2 separate regions of the Mus musculus genome follow, and region 1 is linked to region 2. A link is a contact called in public Micro-C data. All regions are on one chromosome and are shown on one strand. The core of a region is the stretch at or near the end of the contact, and the rest is flanking DNA. Distances in the headings are between cores, read along the strand shown.

Evidence for each region. Hi-C and Micro-C count contacts between places; a contact is called where the count stands out from the background.
Region 1: a Micro-C map of granulosa cells shows a contact between it and region 2, with 4 times the contacts expected there. The contact joins two enhancer-like sites. A contact is called at or near these places in 14 of 39 promoter capture datasets (the C10 cell line, the HPC-7 cell line, cranial neural crest and 9 more), 7 of 15 datasets of contacts at CTCF or cohesin (the G1E-ER4 cell line, the NIH/3T3 cell line, hippocampal excitatory neurons and 3 more), 148 of 484 Hi-C or Micro-C datasets (the 3T3-L1 cell line, the AML12 cell line, the AtT-20 cell line and 78 more), 15 of 115 datasets of contacts at active chromatin or transcription factors (the NIH/3T3 cell line, PVALB interneurons, astrocytes and 10 more) and 2 of 9 other capture datasets (embryonic stem cells and embryonic tail).

Annotation. Positions count from the first base shown.
Region 1 is chr2:113,804,373-113,807,468 of GRCm38.p6, reverse strand. All of the region lies in intron 2 of Scg5 (secretogranin V), which reads left to right. Among named protein-coding and RNA genes, the nearest start is that of Scg5, 23 kb to the left of the region's middle. Within about 2 kb of position 1,463, at least 24 of the 459 cell types and tissues checked have an H3K27ac peak or open chromatin away from gene starts, as enhancers often do. A contact at or near this core is called in the HL-1 cell line and granulosa cells, where this site is marked.
Region 2 is chr2:113,501,356-113,504,649 of GRCm38.p6, reverse strand. All of the region lies in intron 5 of Fmn1 (formin 1), which reads right to left. Among named protein-coding and RNA genes, the nearest start is that of Gm13963, 110 kb to the right of the region's middle. Within about 2 kb of position 1,444, at least 4 of the 459 cell types and tissues checked have an H3K27ac peak or open chromatin away from gene starts, as enhancers often do. A contact at or near this core is called in the HL-1 cell line and granulosa cells, where this site is marked.

The DNA of each region.
Region 1 (3,096 bases), core at 214-2,713, 300 kb before region 2:
CCTGGGCCTACTTTCACAGTGACTTTACATACCTGGAACCTCCAGTAGGTGTTCTTTGTGATGTGGATTTGGTTGCTTTAGGCTGACAGTGCTGCCCCATCTGGCTTCCTGGCAGGAGACAGGGGCACTTTCAGGTCTGCTTGAAACAGTGACCTTTTAATATGATGGTTCTTCACTGTTTAGCCGGGAATGCTAGGATGGAAGATTTCTGGGCCCCAGGCCTCCCAGCAGCTTGGGTTTGGTGCCCTGGGTATCTACAACTGGTGACGCTTGTTTATTAGTAACTCTGACCCCCTGACAACCGAGCTGGCAGCAGTGGGGGGCTCAATCTGGAGGGGGGAAAAAGCCAGGTTTTAAATGGAGGCATCAGAGAAAGAAAGCCTTTCCCTGTGAGCCGCGGTGCCAACTCCAGCTTCAGCCCCTGTCCCTGAGCAGGCCGAGACGCTGCTTACTATCAAGCGCTCCTCCTTGACTTAGCCTGACAACAGGACATATCTGAAGGCCATCAAAACTAATGACATCAGCCTGACTTACTGCTCGGCTGGCAAGGATCTCAGCCCAGCGTAGCAGGAAGAGTGCTCAGTCTGATGCCTGAGGCTCACCAGAAAATTCCACTGGCTGGTGCCCGAGGCTGTTCTGAGACTCCAGTGAGAAGTGCCACAATAAAGCAAACCGATGCATGCGACAGAATCAAGGGTCAGAGTGGGACGTCTGGGAACTTCCTATCCACCCACCACGCGCGTTTCATAGAAAATTGAGTCTGAAGAGCTGACATTCTTTGCTGAAGGAGGGCCTATGACAGCTGTTGATGGAAGGTCAACTGTGGATCTGGGAGGCACGGCTCTCTGCTTCCTCTTTTCTTCCTTTGCCCACCCTTTTCCCACTCCCTTCCTTGGGATCAAAAGAATCAGATCCAATCACTCTAACTTTTCAGAATTGAGTTCTCATTTCTCCATGGCTACAGACCTAGTGGATCTGTAAATATTTGTGCTGAATGGGTCTGAGTTGAAATAATGGCATCTGAAGAAATCATCGATGACTGTAGGAACATCAGAGAGCAGCGTCAAGTTCCTCGGGGCCTGAGTCTTGTGCAACTTGGAAACCCGTGTTAAGAAAAGCAATACAAACTCATATTTCAAAAGGGCTGGAACAGATGGCTCAGTGGTTAAGAACACTGACTGCTATTCCAGAGGACCAAGGTTGGATTCTGAGCACCCACATGACACCTTACAACTCTCTCTAATTACAGATCCAGGGAACCCAGTGCCCTTTTCTGAACTCCACAGGCATCAGACAGACGCATGATGTATAGACTGCATGAAGTCAAAACACCCATGCACATGCAATTGGAAAATAATGGTAATGGCTGCAAGGCCTTTGAAATAGCCACACTCATTGTGCATGCAATGAGGGACTGCATTCAACTTCCCTGTCAGACTACTGCTAGGACTTTGTAGACTGGAATAGACCTGTTTGTAGAAACGACAGCTGGTATACTGGGAAGTATTTCATAACCCTCTTCTCTCATGGAATAAAGACAGCCCTAGAAATAGACGGGTACTGAACACGTGTTCCATGTGAGGAATACCAAAGAGAGCAATGAGGTCTGGAAAGGGCTGCCTCACTCAGGATGTGTGGTACTGAAGCCCAGGTAGAGGGTGAGGCCAGCTTCCTTCCCAGCTACCCACGTCTCAGTTTGTTCTCGGAGAATCTTTCACAGTTATTCTTCTTCTGAGTGCTTTGTCCAAAGGGGAGATCAGCATGGATAAAGCCATTTAGCATTGAGGGGTGAGAACAGGCTCAAGATTTACACAAATTTTTGAAGTTCTGTGTCACGGGTGGAGTCCCTTAAGTCCACATCACTGTCCTGAAGTGAACAGAAGGAAGATGTATGACCAGGGTGGCCTTTCCTCAAAGTGTGCCTGATGTCCCTGAAATAATAGGACAAATGCACACCCAGTAATCTGTCCCAACATCATTCTAGAAAACAACACGTTCACCCATTCTGTTAAGTGGTGACCTCAGCATTAGACTTTCTTCCTTTGTTTCTACCCTGTTGTCTGCCGCTTTCCAAATGGTACAACTTGGGAGTAGAGATAATTCCAGGCTCAGGAGAACTTGGTTATTTGCCTCATTCCTTTTCATTGTTGGGTCTGGCTCTGCTGAGTTTCTGTGAGGAAGAGGGCAGTCAGAATTGTGGAGTGGAGTCCCATTAGGTAAATGCTGCAGTGCTGGTTTCCTTTCCTCAGATGCCCTCGGATGGCAGGGAGACCTGACAAGGGACCATGTGTCTGGCCATTGCAGATGCATCAGCTTGGATGCCAGATTTGGTGTTCCTCAGAAATGAGCACGGGGGTGGAGAGGAGCTTGGAAACTACAGAGGACTCACAACATCTCCATGAAGGGCAACCCAGAGGGCCCCAGAGCCTGTGGTTCTGAGGTGCACATGTCCATTTCTGGTGCTGTGACCAATCCCATCACTTGGGTATCATTCTCTGTTTTGACATGCAGATTGTAGACATCTTCAGGAGTACTTCCTGGGTAATTCTAAAACTTAACAAATCCATCCTGTATGAGCCATTAAGAAATCCTCTCTATAGAAAAGCAGAAAAAGCCACGTTCAATAGGGATTTTGAATCTTATAATAATTAGTTGGTCTTGGGGAATGAGGCAAAACTATTGCTTTAAAAACAATAACTACAAGGGCCCATGAAGTGGCTCAGCAGGTAAAGCATATTGCTGTGCAAGCCAGGAGACCTGTGTTTGATCCTCAGGACCCATATGAATTTGGAAGAAGGAAACAGAGTCCACAGAGACGTTATACATACACACATTCATATGTCAATACTCACAGTAATATTGAATAACTCTAAAACCTCAACCATACCCCATATAATGCAAACAACCTGTGCATCAGCCTATAGAAAGCAACTCTGCTTTCTGTTAGGTATTTTCCAGTAGGCAGATGGTAAAAGATGCTAGTAGAGACAGAGTGGAACCTTCTGGATACTTGTCTCCTACATAGATACTCTGTCACGCTGCAGTTTGCCATTGTCCAGGCATATTTATTTACTTTCGTGTCTGCTTATCATGTAT
Region 2 (3,294 bases), core at 195-2,694:
TTCATAAGCTATGAATGACCCAGAAGCCCCCTATATAAATGTTTATGTTTCATGCTTACATGGTAGCATAGGAGACACTGAAAACACTGTGGCTAAATAAAATCCATTCTTTACTATACAACTTACATTAAATTCAATATGTACATGGCAAGGATGGATGTTTCTGTTGTACTGTACATGCAACAAGCAAGCCAGGATAACTTGTATGCAGGTAACACATTCTATTGAGATTTTTCTGAAGCATTTTTTGTTTCTTTTTACCTTGGAGGTGTTTGAAGGAAAAAAGGAGGAAAAAAGGGAAAGGAAGAAAGGAGGGAAAAAGGAAGAGAAGGAAGGAAAGAAGGAAGAAAGAACAAACCAAGACACATAACCCTGGGACTCATAACTGCTACAAAGGACTATATAGATTCCTGTGGTGTTTACAAACCCCTGTGCATACTTTCTCAAAGGTCTAGCTTAGGCTGCCACTGTACTGAAGATTCCCATACAAATAGCTTAAGGCAGTCTCAAATTGCCCAGCTTGCTAGATATCACCCACCCCCCGGCCCCCATTCTCCTTTGGAACTTTAGATTTCTATGGTGATTTTAGAATCTTGGTCCTCTCGATATGTCTAAGACTACTCTACCTCCTATGCTCTTGTATTCTACCATTCACCTACGTGTCAACTTCTTGAGGTCATGTTTTTTCTCTCATTCTCTTATGTTCCCCTAGAGCATATACTGCTGACTTAAGGAAGAGTTTTCTATGTCCTCAGTCCTGAGAAGTTTCTAGTTACTTTGCTTGGGAGCAGTGAACTCACTTAGTAAAGGGAAAAGGGAGGGTGATGACTGAGTAGGGCCCATGCAAGGGCTGTTATATGTGGAGCTGACTCATCCTTATGAAGAACAACAAGCCCATAGCTGGTAAGGACACAGCTGATGGTGGCAATGATCTTTTCTCTAAATCGCATGAAATCCCAGCACTCAGATGTCCAAAGTTCTAGGTCCATCTCATACAGACAGCATTGAGTTTGTTTTGTCTACTGATCTCTCCAGCTGAATTATTATATAATACACACAGGGCCCAGAAGAGAGTCAACAAACGAAGTGACCCAGAATCGGTCAAAATAAACATTTTTCAGTACACCAAATATTGCCATAACTGTGAACAGATGCCACAGTTCTGTTTAAGAATTTTCAGAACACTGTTCTTCTAACATCTTTAAAGAATGAAAGTATTTACTTTGATGAATATACTTCAGCTATTTTAAATGTGTGTGTGCACGCACACACACACTGATTATTGTAATTCCCAATTCTCTTTCATTAGAACACACACAAAAAAATGATGAAAATGGGCATAGAAATGCCTTGAATAACAAAAAGAACCTTGACATAGTACCTGCTATGATTTGGACAAGAAATTCATCTACCCGGCCCTGGTTCTCTTATTGAATCCTTGGTTTCCGTGTGGCAGCATTAGGAAGGGCCTAGAAGCTTTGAAGATGAGGTCTAGGTGGAGGCTGCAGGTATGTCCTCAGGGTCTGTATCTTGTTTTGGTCCCTTCCTGTGCTTCTCTGCTTCCCATCTACTGTGAGATGACTTACTTTGATCCACCGTACCCTTGGGACCACAATAATAAAGCTGGCCTACCAGGAACTTTTAAAATTGTGAGCCCAAACAAATCTTTTGTCACTTTCAATTGTTTTTCTCAGTGTTTTTCACCATGGTGAACACAGTATGCAATACAATGTGAGTGATGAGGTTTTTTTTTTGTTTGTTTTGTTTTGTTTTTCCCTTTGTAGTGAAAAGAATATTTCTAAGTTTCTGAACAAAAGTAATTTAGTTTACCAGAGCATGGACATCTAGGGGTTTATCTAAGACAGGACATAAATATTTCTTGAGTTGGATTGCTTTATATAGGATCCTTGCCTGTTTAGAACTCGTAGGATACAAGTTCTAAAGTGAATCCACAGCAACCCAGCCTGCAGACAGCAGTGGGGCCACACAACAGTTCATTTTGAGTAACAGCACAATTCTAAAACTCCACAGGAAGGGTTTCTTGACCACGGGGTGTCAATACCCATTGTTTCTAGAAATGGTTTTGTCCAAGTGTCACACCAATTTATTTGAGCTCAAAGAGAACTGATGTACTATTTAAAAACAGATCTGTTCTTTGTATAAACATGAATTAAGAAAAAAATGTAAATCTCCCATCTAGGTTTATTTTTAAGTAGGGGCTTTAATTATATATTTATAAACCTCGGGTGTTTGATGCCTTAAACAGTTAAGATAATAAGTTGGATTTGGCAGAACACGGGCTTTGATTACTAGATGGCTGGTGATCCTTGGAACACTGAGACTCACATGAAATGCCAACCTAGAAAGACGCTGTCAGAAGAACTTGGGATCCGATCTCATTTTGACTTGATTTTATTCTCCTGGAATATTGGCAAACCACATTCTCCTTCCTCCCTCCTCTCTTCATTAAACTTTATTAATTCTGATTGATACCCATCTCTGTAATTTGTACTTTTTCAAAGGATAATTGCTACAAGACCAGTTTTTAGCCTAAGTAAGTAGATGACATGAATTTAAATAAGTCTTATTTTCTAGCTGATCAAAACTGAAGTATAATGTACAGAAGGTTTTCATCATATATCTTAATTCTGCCCAATGTTTAGATATCATTTCAAATTTATTGTGACAGAGGATTATGGATGGTTACTATTTCTTTTTCCTCCCCACAACCCATCTTAGACTTTATAGCTGCACATGTGAACAGGGTATAGAGATGTGGGCAGTCTTACCTGAAAGTCCAGCTGTAACTCCTTCACATGTCATAAGAAGGTTAATAACTAGCTAAGGAAAGACGGTCAGCCTTGTCAGGTTCCATCAAAGCACATGACAGCTATGCTGTTCCACATGATGGCCATTTTGCTGTCTTATAAAATGGGTGTATCAGCTGCAAGCGATAACTTCTCAGTCTTCTACCATGTACCTACCCTTCAGGAGAAAATGAGCTGGCCAAGTGACTATGCCAAGTGACTATGCCAGTTATCTGCCTTAAACAATTACAAACCACTCACATTCTAAATATTTAGATTCCTAGGAATTCCAAGTTGGACCATCCCCTTTCCTGCACTGTGCATCAGAGCCGGAGAAGGTTTTCTGGTTGCATGCACTTGAACGCGGTATTGACACAGCATATGAAACTGGTTAGGGTGGTTGAGGTGTTTGGAAGAAAAGAATTTTGATTTTTATAGGGATTGGCAAGAAGATCACTTTTTCTTCCAAATTTTGTTAAAACAACCT